2 separate regions of the Zea mays genome follow, and region 2 is linked to region 1. The links are chromatin contacts, called in public Hi-C maps. All regions are on one chromosome and are shown on one strand. The core of a region is the stretch at or near the end of the contact, and the rest is flanking DNA. Distances in the headings are between cores, read along the strand shown. Region 1 has its middle 44 kb from the start of LOC100283939. Region 2 holds the start of LOC541615 (sucrose transporter 1).

The links. A called contact is a pair of places that touch in the nucleus more often than the background predicts.
Region 2: a contact with region 1 is called in a Hi-C map of tassel, with 4 times the contacts expected there. The contact joins the promoter of LOC541615 here to the enhancer-like site in region 1. A contact is called at or near these places in 4 of 25 Hi-C or Micro-C datasets (ear, leaf and tassel).

Annotation. Positions count from the first base shown.
Region 1 is chr1:15,132,306-15,137,414 of Zm-B73-REFERENCE-NAM-5.0, reverse strand. No RefSeq gene overlaps it. Among protein-coding and RNA genes, the nearest start is that of LOC100283939, 44 kb to the right of the region's middle. Within about 2 kb of position 2,369, at least 20 of the 20 cell types and tissues checked have an H3K27ac peak or open chromatin away from gene starts, as enhancers often do. A contact at or near this core is called in ear, leaf and tassel, where this site is marked.
Region 2 is chr1:15,198,587-15,203,627 of Zm-B73-REFERENCE-NAM-5.0, reverse strand. It overlaps LOC541615 (sucrose transporter 1), which reads left to right and starts at 1,814. Exons shown (of 13, transcript NM_001305791.2): 1 at 1,814-1,936; 2 at 2,019-2,267; 3 at 4,220-4,285; 4 at 4,396-4,494; 5 at 4,618-4,682; 6 at 4,816-4,900; 7 at 4,980-5,013. The coding sequence starts at 2,082.

The DNA of each region.
Region 1 (5,109 bases), core at 1,120-3,619:
TCGAACGGCAAAAGGTAGTCGCGCCCCCGCAAGGCGAGGGACCGGATTTCGGCGGACCATTCACGCGCATGTCGTGCGTCCTTCGCCCCGCCCAGGCCAGGCCAGGCGAGCGAGCGCGCGCGCGCGTGTGGCTCTCCACATTCTTTCCTCTCATCCATGACTTGGTGAGTGAGTGTGGCTTCCATATTTAAGCTAGCTCTACTCCACTGGAGCTAGCAATATGGTGCTAATGGTTCCACCTATCCTCTAGCCATCCTCTTGTATGGGCTTTTGAGCTTTTCTGGGATTTATTTGAATTTCTTAATTGGGCCAAGCCCATAAATCCTAACAATAATACTCTGATGTTTTGTGACATTTATCTCTATACACTCTGTTATTATATATGCTGTCTTCTTGGCGCATGTATGAGATGCACCTGGCTTTATTCCTTAAAGCCGGGTGTGACAGAAGTGGTATCAGAGGAAATGTTGACTGTAGGACGAAACCTAGATAGAAATGGACAAACTCTTACCTACTTACCTTACTATGATTCATTCCATACTTACCTTATCTTGATCATGTCTCACCTTTTACTTTTCTACTCTGATTACTCTTATCTTTTGTACCTCGAAACCAGATGGATTTCACACCTTGGAATCCTACAATTATGATCTTTTTAAGAGATAGGGAACCTAAGACGAAATTAAAACTATTTAGAAGGAGAACCAGCTTAGGTTATTCACTCACACACAAAGTAGGAAACTATGATATGTGCACAGCCCATCTGGGAATAATTGGGCCGTCGAAACACTATGGTTTTCATAAAATTTGGTCTGAACAACAGTTTTTTCTTTTTTTCTTTTTCCGTTCCAGGTTCAGTGCAAAGAGGAAGAACCAAATCTCATCCGTGGCGATATGATTAAACATCGCCCGTTTCTGACTGTCCTAAAATCCGGCTGCAGCGACAGGGAAGAAGAACGGCAACGACCAGCATGGGGATGCAGGGCTGGTGCCATGCATTTCTCGGAAAAGCGCTGAGTACGTCGCCGAGACCCCGACGACGTGTTGGGGCGCTGCTCGGCCGATTCGGCCTCTGCCTGGCTCGTCTGACGCTAGACGGGTAAAGAAGAACAAAAGTTTTGCCGCGATTTTCGGGGCCCCCAAAGCACCTACTAGCTAGCCCACGTCACCGTCCCTCACAACTCGTCAGCCAATGCAAGTGTTTGCGGAATTGCGGTTGAAACGTAATCTGGATCTGTTGTGTTGTTTGTACCACAATGATTTGTCGTTTGGATTTTGTCTTTTGCACCGTGTAATGTTTGTTGAAATTCAAACAGGGGCAACGGCGGAAAATTGTTAGGCCACAGCTTTGCACAAGCAGCACGACAACTAGCCAGAGGACCGTTGGATTGGATGGGCGGCCTGAGGCCGAATGAAACCAGACCAATGGGCCTGCCTGAGGCCCAAATGAAACGGCGATACCGAAACTGCGGTCGTGGGAACTCTACTCTGGCTCTGCGTCTAGCACTAGCAGCAATAATAATAATCTAAAACACGACGGCATGCAGCGGATGTTCTGTTTATTAATTAGCCCCGCTGGGACATTCTCTTCTGCCCCAGCGTTTGCCACCAAGGACGCTAGCTAGCCGGCGGGGCGGTAGCACTGGCAGCACGTTCCCCGTTCATTCCAGGGCCAACTAGCAGTAGTTTAATTAGGAGCAATGCTTAGTTAACAACCGCAGGCTCAGGTGGTGCCGTGGGCGAATTAGCCGTCGGCGCAGGGGCGGGCGCAAGTGGATGTGTGGATGGCATAGAAGAAACGTATGCGCAGGCAGTGGAGGCGAAGACGATCGAGATCGATGTGGGTGGCAGTGGCACGTGAGGGGTTGGGCCGGGCTCGCGGAGAAAGAAGGTTCCAAACGGCTTGTTCCTACTAACCAGCAGGAAATATGTACAGCGCACAGATCCCATTCGTGAGAGGATCATCCATCCATCCATCCATCGAGTGACGATCCACGGACTACTTAGAGTGAGGTTCGTCATGACTCATGGCATGGGTAGTGCTAGCCGTGCAGGGAGGGGGGACTGGAGCGACTAGCTCTAGAGAGAGTCGTAAATAGCTAGAAGGGGTCTGGTGCTCAGGTCCAATCCAACGGAACGCAGCCAGCGCACACGCACGGTACGTGCAGGTGGATCGGATACGACGACGCGCAGCGACACGCATGGGATCTCCCACAACCACAAGGCCACCACCAGCGCCCCTCCTCTCCTAACTAACATGGCCATGTGCCGCTGGCCTCGCGCGGACGCACGCCAGGCCAACCAGCGGCAGAGGGCCACCCGGCCGGTTCGCAGTAGCAGGGAGCACCACCCCGGGACGGTGGGCCCGCGCCCATGAGCCATGTACGCTGCACGTCTCGCTGCATCATATATCGTGTGCATCCGTTCCATCCCATGCTCAGTAGCTCAGCGTCCCGGCCTGTTGCGATCGCGTCGTCGATCCGGTCTTCTCTCGCTCTTCTCTTGGCGTTTACTGCTCTCTGGAACCTCATGCATGCCATTGTAAAGCTGTAACCGACGCGACCGCATCATCGACGCCCGGTCGTCGTCACAGGGCAACGGCTGCCGGCACACGAGCCCCACGCGAGGGGGCCGGCCGGGCTACGTCGTGCACGGATCGCCTGGACTGGACCGGATCCGATCTGAGGGCCGCAAGCATCCACATGCGCGGTGCACGGCGGCGTACATGTCAATCGCTGCCCGAAATTTATTAACGCGTGGTCGCGTGGGAGATCAGGGATGATGGCCTGGAGTCCTGGAGGAGCCGCTAACGCAAGCCACAATCCAGACAGCATCATCCATATGCATGGGATCGAGTATGGGTAAGATGCATGAGTGCGCACCCATCCATCAGTGTACCCATCTGTCGGCGTGGCCTGCACTGCCTAGCTAGTGTCACTGCACTGCACATATATGTTCCCTCCCGCCCGCCGCACACTGTACCAATTTGATGTTGTAAAACTTTGTGCCTTTTCATGTACTTCTGTTAAATTTGAGATATTTTATTTCTCTAAAAAAATAAAAAAAAAACTTTACAATTTGGAACGGTTCGGAGCCCCCGTACGTACCTCCTATTGCTGCGCGCTGCTCACGGTTAGCTGTACCAAATGCGTGTACGTGTAATGTGCGGCGCGCCGCGCGCCAAACAGACAAACATGTGGATCGGCCAGGACCCCAGGCTGGAGTCAGGACGGACCGACGGAGGGTCGCGTTCCCTTTTTTTTTTCCCGAAGAAATTTCTTTGAGGAGAGCAAGGAGCTCTTTTGATTCACTTATTATCACTAATCAGGCACTTTATGAAACTATGTCACGTCAAACTGCACGTATAAAAGAAGAAAATTGACATCCGAACTTCGAATGGCCGAACGGTTGGACCGTTGGATGGACCAAAATTGGACTTGAATACAATGGCGCCCTGGCTGGCTGGCTTTCCCAATTAATGCCTATGCAGCATGCATCTAGTATACGAAAAGGGTTCAGCTGGACAGAGATGGCGCCCAGGATCCATTATTTTTCCCAAGGATTTGCATGCACCTGGCTTTCCAAACACCTCTCTTGCTACTTTACTTTACAGTTCCCTCATTATGCGCGTAGAGCACGCATAACATGCATGCGCTGCTGCCGCCTACTATGATAGTATGATGGAGCGAGATACGCGCTACTCATTTCTCCATCAAGTTGGAATCATGCGTACACTGTCATTGGGCCATCATCAATGCAACTTTCTCCGATGAAAACACTTGTAATTATTACATTCTTGTCAACATGTTGACACGTCTTGTGCAACATGCATTGGGCCGTTTTTTTTTTTTTTTTTTTTTGCGTTTTCCTAGTGCCAACCATCCTTCATCATTCTATTCTTTCAGCTAACCGTTGGTACTGTACACGTTGGCGCTGTTTGGGTAGAGGATCATTCGGTAAGGACGATAAAGCGATGTAAAGGACATCGGAAAGGTAACAAAAGTTGCATCAACAAATGTACGTAGGTTGTACACAAAGAAGACAAAGGTACAATAGAATCTAGGATCCTAGTGATTTTGAGGGGTTAGCCTTTATGATGTTAGTCCCTTATTTGTCCTTTAGCCAGCTTCACTTAGAGACGTGTTTGGCATCAAAGTTTTGGAGGAATCCATAAAACTGCACTACGTATTACTCACTACCGGCAAAAAAATTTGTCGAGTGTCGAAAAGCACTCAGCAAATTAATAATAAAAAAAATAAAAAAATATCAAAACATTTTTTTTTAAAAATTATAGGAACAACTCTCCAACCTTCAACCATACCTTTTACCTTACCTATTGCCCTATCATTTTTCACTATTATTTTGAATCAAAGTTATATGTTTTGTGAATGGTGAGATTCGAACTCGCAACCTCTCTCTCGCGCATACCCTCCTATACCACTACACTACTGTCGGGGACCATAATTAGGGGTACCCTCAAGGCTCCTAATTCTCAGCTGGTAACCCCCATCAGCATAAAGCTGCAAAGGCCTGATGGGTGCGACTAAATCAGGGATCAGTCCGTTCGAGCGACTCGATCACGCCTCGCCCGGGCCTGGCCTCGGACAAGGGCAGCCGACCCCGGAGGATATCCGTCTCGCCCGAGGCCCCCCTCCAACGGCGAACGTATTTCCGGCTCGCCCGAGGCCCTGCCTTCGCTAAGAAGCAACCCTGACCAAATCGCCGCCCCAACCGACCAAATCGCAGGGGCATTTAATGCAAAGGTGGCCTGACACCTTTATCCTGACGCACGCCCCCCAGCCGGCAGAGCCGAAGTGACCGCCGTCACTTCACCGCTCCACTGATCGACCTGACAGAAGGACAGCGCCGCCTGCGCCACTCCGACTGCGGTGCCACTTGACAGAGTGAAACTGACAGGCAGTCAGGCCCTGCCGAAGGCATCATAGGAAGCTCCGCTCCGCCCGACCCAGGGCTCGGACTCGGGCTAAGTCCCAGAAGACGGCGAACTCCGCTCCGCCCGACCCAGGGCTCGGACTCGGGCTAAGTCCCGGAAGACGGCGAACTCCGCTCCGCCCGACCCAGGGCTCGGACTCGGGCTAAGTCCCGGAA
Region 2 (5,041 bases), core at 565-3,064, 67 kb before region 1:
CAAACCCAGCATCCTGTTTTCCCATTTTCTCATCCAGTTTAAACAAAACATCAAGCATATAATAGATATCCATTCACACACATCATACAACTCACATACTTCACATTACAAATTCATCAAACCAACACATAGCCAAAAAGTAAGTCCTCACGCATCCTCGTATGCTCCAACTCCTAGGATAAAACAAAACTTAAGGCTTAGTAGTTAACTTGTATAGGATAAAATACAGTAAAACAAAATCATAGTGTAGCTCAGTAATATCATGCACTAGAGAGGAAATACGAAAATAAAGCGCTACATGGGAAATAGAAAAATAATTTGCAAAGAGATAAATTAAGAAAACTATTTAAATAAAAATTCCTATTTTATCCCTCGATTTTAGCTACCAAAGAGGTAAAAAAATGGCAACGTACGGTGATCTAATTGGAGAAGTCATTTTGGCAATATTTGTCATTCTGATCGGAGAAGCTATTGAAGATTTGTTTAATTAAAATCTCTATTGCTATCAATACAAGAAAATATAAAGAGGGTCTTAAAGCTGTTTTAAATAAATTGAAAATATTAGTAGAAAATGGAGAACATAAAAAAATTAAATACATCATTATAGTGAATATATAGAGAATTTGATCCGTAGTATATAATACTCCCTCTGTCTCTAAAAAAATGTCGTTTGACTTTTCTGAGATCATGTTTGACCAGCTCATTTTATTCAAAAAAATTCATAATTATCATTTATTTTCATTACGGTTTAGTTTATCATACCATTTACTTTAACAATAAACTAAAGTTTTCTATATTTTCACAAATATTTTGAATAAAACAAATTGATCAAAGTTGGCCTCAAGAAAGTCAAACGACATCCTTTGTGAGACGGAGGGAGTAATACATAAGAGAATAAAAAATAAAATATATCGCACCACAAAGGGATCAAACCAGCCAATCTCCAAGATATGAGCCCAAAAGCTACAGACCACCTAATCACATTCTCTCTGGTGCTTGAAGCTGTAAATGTTTTCCATATAGTTTAAAACTTCAGTGTTTAATATGTGTTGGTCCTGCACCTGCACTACATATATGGTATACCATGGTCGCTCTATCCGGCATATCCTATGGATCCATCCCTAGTTGGAGAATTGAGAAGAAGAAAAACGGCCATCCGCACAAAGGCTCACGTGTATTACGATGAAGGTAGGTACCATCGAGCGACATGGTTGCGGCTTGTGCGGCGTACGTGTTTGTGGGACTCTCCATCCATCCCCAGCACGTCACTCTCTGCTTGGACGAACGCACGCAGATGCAGACGCAGTGGACCATTCGTAGTACCGCTAGGTTGTGCGTGTTCTCTAGTGACGATACGACTGACGACACGAACAGATCAGCCAGGCCAGCCAAGAAGCGCAGCCACAGGCGATCCGGGCGGCGCCTGTGCATGGCCGAAACTGGAGTGGAATCGCTAGGTGCACCCGGGGGGTGATAGAGGATTCGCAGCCTGGCGAAGCTAGACCGGACGATCTGGAGGCAGCGGCTGCAGATGGATAAGGCAGGCAGGCACTCCTGCAGGCTGCAGCACCCTGTGGGCTGTGCCGTGGGCCTAGCATAGCAGTAATTAATAATTGCGCCCTGGGGGAGTGAGTGCTGGTAGGATGGCGGGACGAGTGGCCGCATCCGCGGGCAGGCTAGGCTCGCATCGCATAGCAGCTAGCGTGGTCCGCGCACGCCAGGCCGCGGGCCGGGCTGGGCCGGCCGGGGTCGTCGCGCGCCACGGCCTTTAAATGCCACACCATCTCCCCCGCTCCAAACACCCACACCCACACCACACCTCACGTCTCCTCACTACCCGCGCTCTCAGGCAGCGCACCTCGCTCCTCCTCCCCCACAGCGCTTTCCATTTTCGTCTATCTCCCGAGAACCCTCCTGCGCCTCCCAAAGCTCTCTTGTTCGTTGCTCCCCCCCCCCCCCCCCCCGTGCTGGTTAATCATCCCCTTCGATTTCGATCACATACATATAATCTCTCTCAGCTATCGCGGCCGCGCGCCTGATCGACGTACGACCGGTCTGGTACGTACGTGTGCTCGCCCGCCATGGCTCGCGGCGACGGCGAGCTGGAGCTGTCCGTGGGGGTCCGCGGCACCGGCGGCGCGGCGGCGGCGGCGGCGGACCACGTGGCGCCGATCAGCCTCGGCAGGCTCATCCTCGCCGGCATGGTCGCCGGCGGCGTGCAGTACGGCTGGGCGCTGCAGCTCTCCCTCCTCACGCCCTACGTGCAGGTATACACACACACATATAGACGTCGTACTGCCTAGCTACATACCCTTCATCGTCACCACCGACACGCGACGCGAGATCGCGCCTCCGCGCGTGTGCACGTATACTATACGTGCGTGTACATGCGGCGGGGCGGCATGCACGGCGAGCGCCGTACGTGTCTTGCTTGCAAATAAACGATACTACCGCCGATCATGCATGATGTTCTATATTCAACCGCTATTTTACAAAAGCTAATAATAAGCAGGTGCCATATACACACATTTAATGAGTAGTAGTTTGAATTTGAAAAAGGCAGAGAGCATCTTTTCGATGACCAGTAACGACGTAATGGACGTTTGATCCTGTCTTTGTCTCGTCAAACCCACGAGAGAAAAAAAAGTAGAGTAAGCACGTAGTACACACTGAGAATCAGCATATATATATCTGCACGTACACATGTGTGGCCAAAAAAACTTGCAGCTGATAGCTACGTATACACTTGGTCGTTTCTACTTGATGTATGTGGGTGGTTTTGTTTAGATGAATTATATACTCCGTATGAACTGGAGCAGTGCTTCACGATCGAAATAATTAAACTGGAAATCCTGCTTCGTCCCTTACTTCCTGCTCCGCCACCCAAATATATATGTTGTGCCTACTTTTCCTCCGGACCGGCTAATTACTGCCGAAATAAGCTGGGAAGAACACAGCTTCTTCTCTCTTCCTTCTTTTCATTGCATGCACATACAAAAGTCAAACCTTTCAGAAACGTTTCTATGTGCACGGCAGACGTGGTGTGTGTGTGACGTACAGTAGGCACTGGTATTGTTGTGACCACCTGCCAGTATTAATACACTACTGTACTTTCATCTGCCACCTCGTATGTGCCAGTCTTGGGTCCCTAGGCCCTAGCATATGCATGACCGAAGAAGCAGATAGCCTTGCCGAAAAAGACGCAGGATCGTCGGAAGGAAGACGGTGCCTGCCCTGCCTGCATGGTCGGTCGGTGTACCGTGTGCCGTGTGTGTACCTCAGCTGCATGCAGTACGCACGTCTCTCTCGTCGAATGAATTCGCTGCCCAGCCAGAAGTTTCCAAAAGGCCCTACCGCCGCTACCCCGGCCGGCGGCCGGATAAAGCCTAAAGGAAACCTGTGCATCGGCCCGCGCGCCGCCCAAAGCTCCGAGACAAAAGACCACACACGTTATTACGTATGGCCGTGCCTAACAAACCGCAACCTTCCGCGCTTTCGTTCGTTGTTAACATGTAGCAACAAGAACAAGAACTCTCCGATCGAGCTAGCTAGCTAGCTAGTTACGTACCTGTCCATCGATCATGTCGGATCTGAAATGTTTCAAAGCCAAGAGCACACACAATTATTCCCGTCCTTCTTTTTTTCTTTCTTCTGTAGCCATGGGAACATTTATATCCGTGCCTATTCGCTCGTCGTGCACCTTTTGGATAAAGTTCATTATGCTGCTGCCTGCCGTAGCCCGCGTAGCTAGGGCATATAGGCTCGTTGAGCCAAGTGCCATCGTCGAGCCGGTTGGTGCATGTGCAGGCGTATCTGGCAGGTTTGATCTGGCACGTCGCCTAACCGCACTCTCTGCACCCCCTGATGAATGGCCAGATCAAAAGAGATCGAGGGAGGCGCGCGGCAGCTTTAGGTTCAGGCCAGATATATTCTATATATGTCCTGTCTGTTCTTTTAATTAGAAGGGGAAAAAAAGATATGTATGTCCGAGATCTCAAGTACCTCGATCGACAAGTCAGCATGCACAGCCCAACTAAATAATAATAATTCATGACAACATAACTGAACTACTCTGACTGGTTTCTCTGAATCATCTACAAGTAACACTGCGTAGTTTTTCCTTGTTAGTGCTAAACATGCTGGTGAATTCATTGGTCTGAAATTAATAAACTGTATATGGACCTACTGATGTCTGGATTTTACCTGTGTGTCTGTGCAGACTCTGGGGCTCTCACATGCCCTCACTTCATTCATGTGGCTATGCGGTCCTATTGCTGGCTTAGTGGTAAGCACGGGACCCAATCGATTCTATTCTATCCTAATACACAGCGTCTACGCTCGCCGTTATTTTTTCACTTATACATGAACCCTCTCCTTCCACCTCCTGCACTGCAGGTCCAACCGCTGGTTGGCCTGTACAGCGATAGGTGCACAGCAAGATGGGGAAGACGCAGGCCATTTATCCTGATAGGATGCATGCTCATCTGCCTTGCCGTGAGAACCTCTGAACCTGGAACAGCAACCAAAAGTCACTGGCTGGCAGCTGTTTCCTGTTTCTTCTTTCTTTCTTTAACGCTCCTCCCGACTAATATTTTCCGAGTTCATCATGCTGTGTAGGTCATTGTTGTTGGCTTCTCGTCCGACATCGGAGCTGCTCTAGGGGACACAAAGGAACACTGCAGGTGAACCGCCGCCTTGCGCGATGCCATCATATATATATAGCTTTTTACCTTTCGCTTAATTTGGTATCAGCTAGCGAGCACCATTATTACCAACTGATCTGACACATATGACGTACGTACGTGCAACACACAGCCTCTACCACGGCCCTCGTTGGCATGCTGCGATCGTGTACGTTCTGGGGTTTTGGCTCCTTGACTTCTCCAACAATACTGTGCAAGTAAGTGCGTCGTCTCTGTCAGTAAATTTTCAGATTAAGCATCCTGGATTAACCTGACATTTTTCCATCCAACTGCTAGGGTCCAGCGCGTGCTATGATGGCTGATCTGTGCGGTAACGTTCTCGGCTAATTCATTTCAGG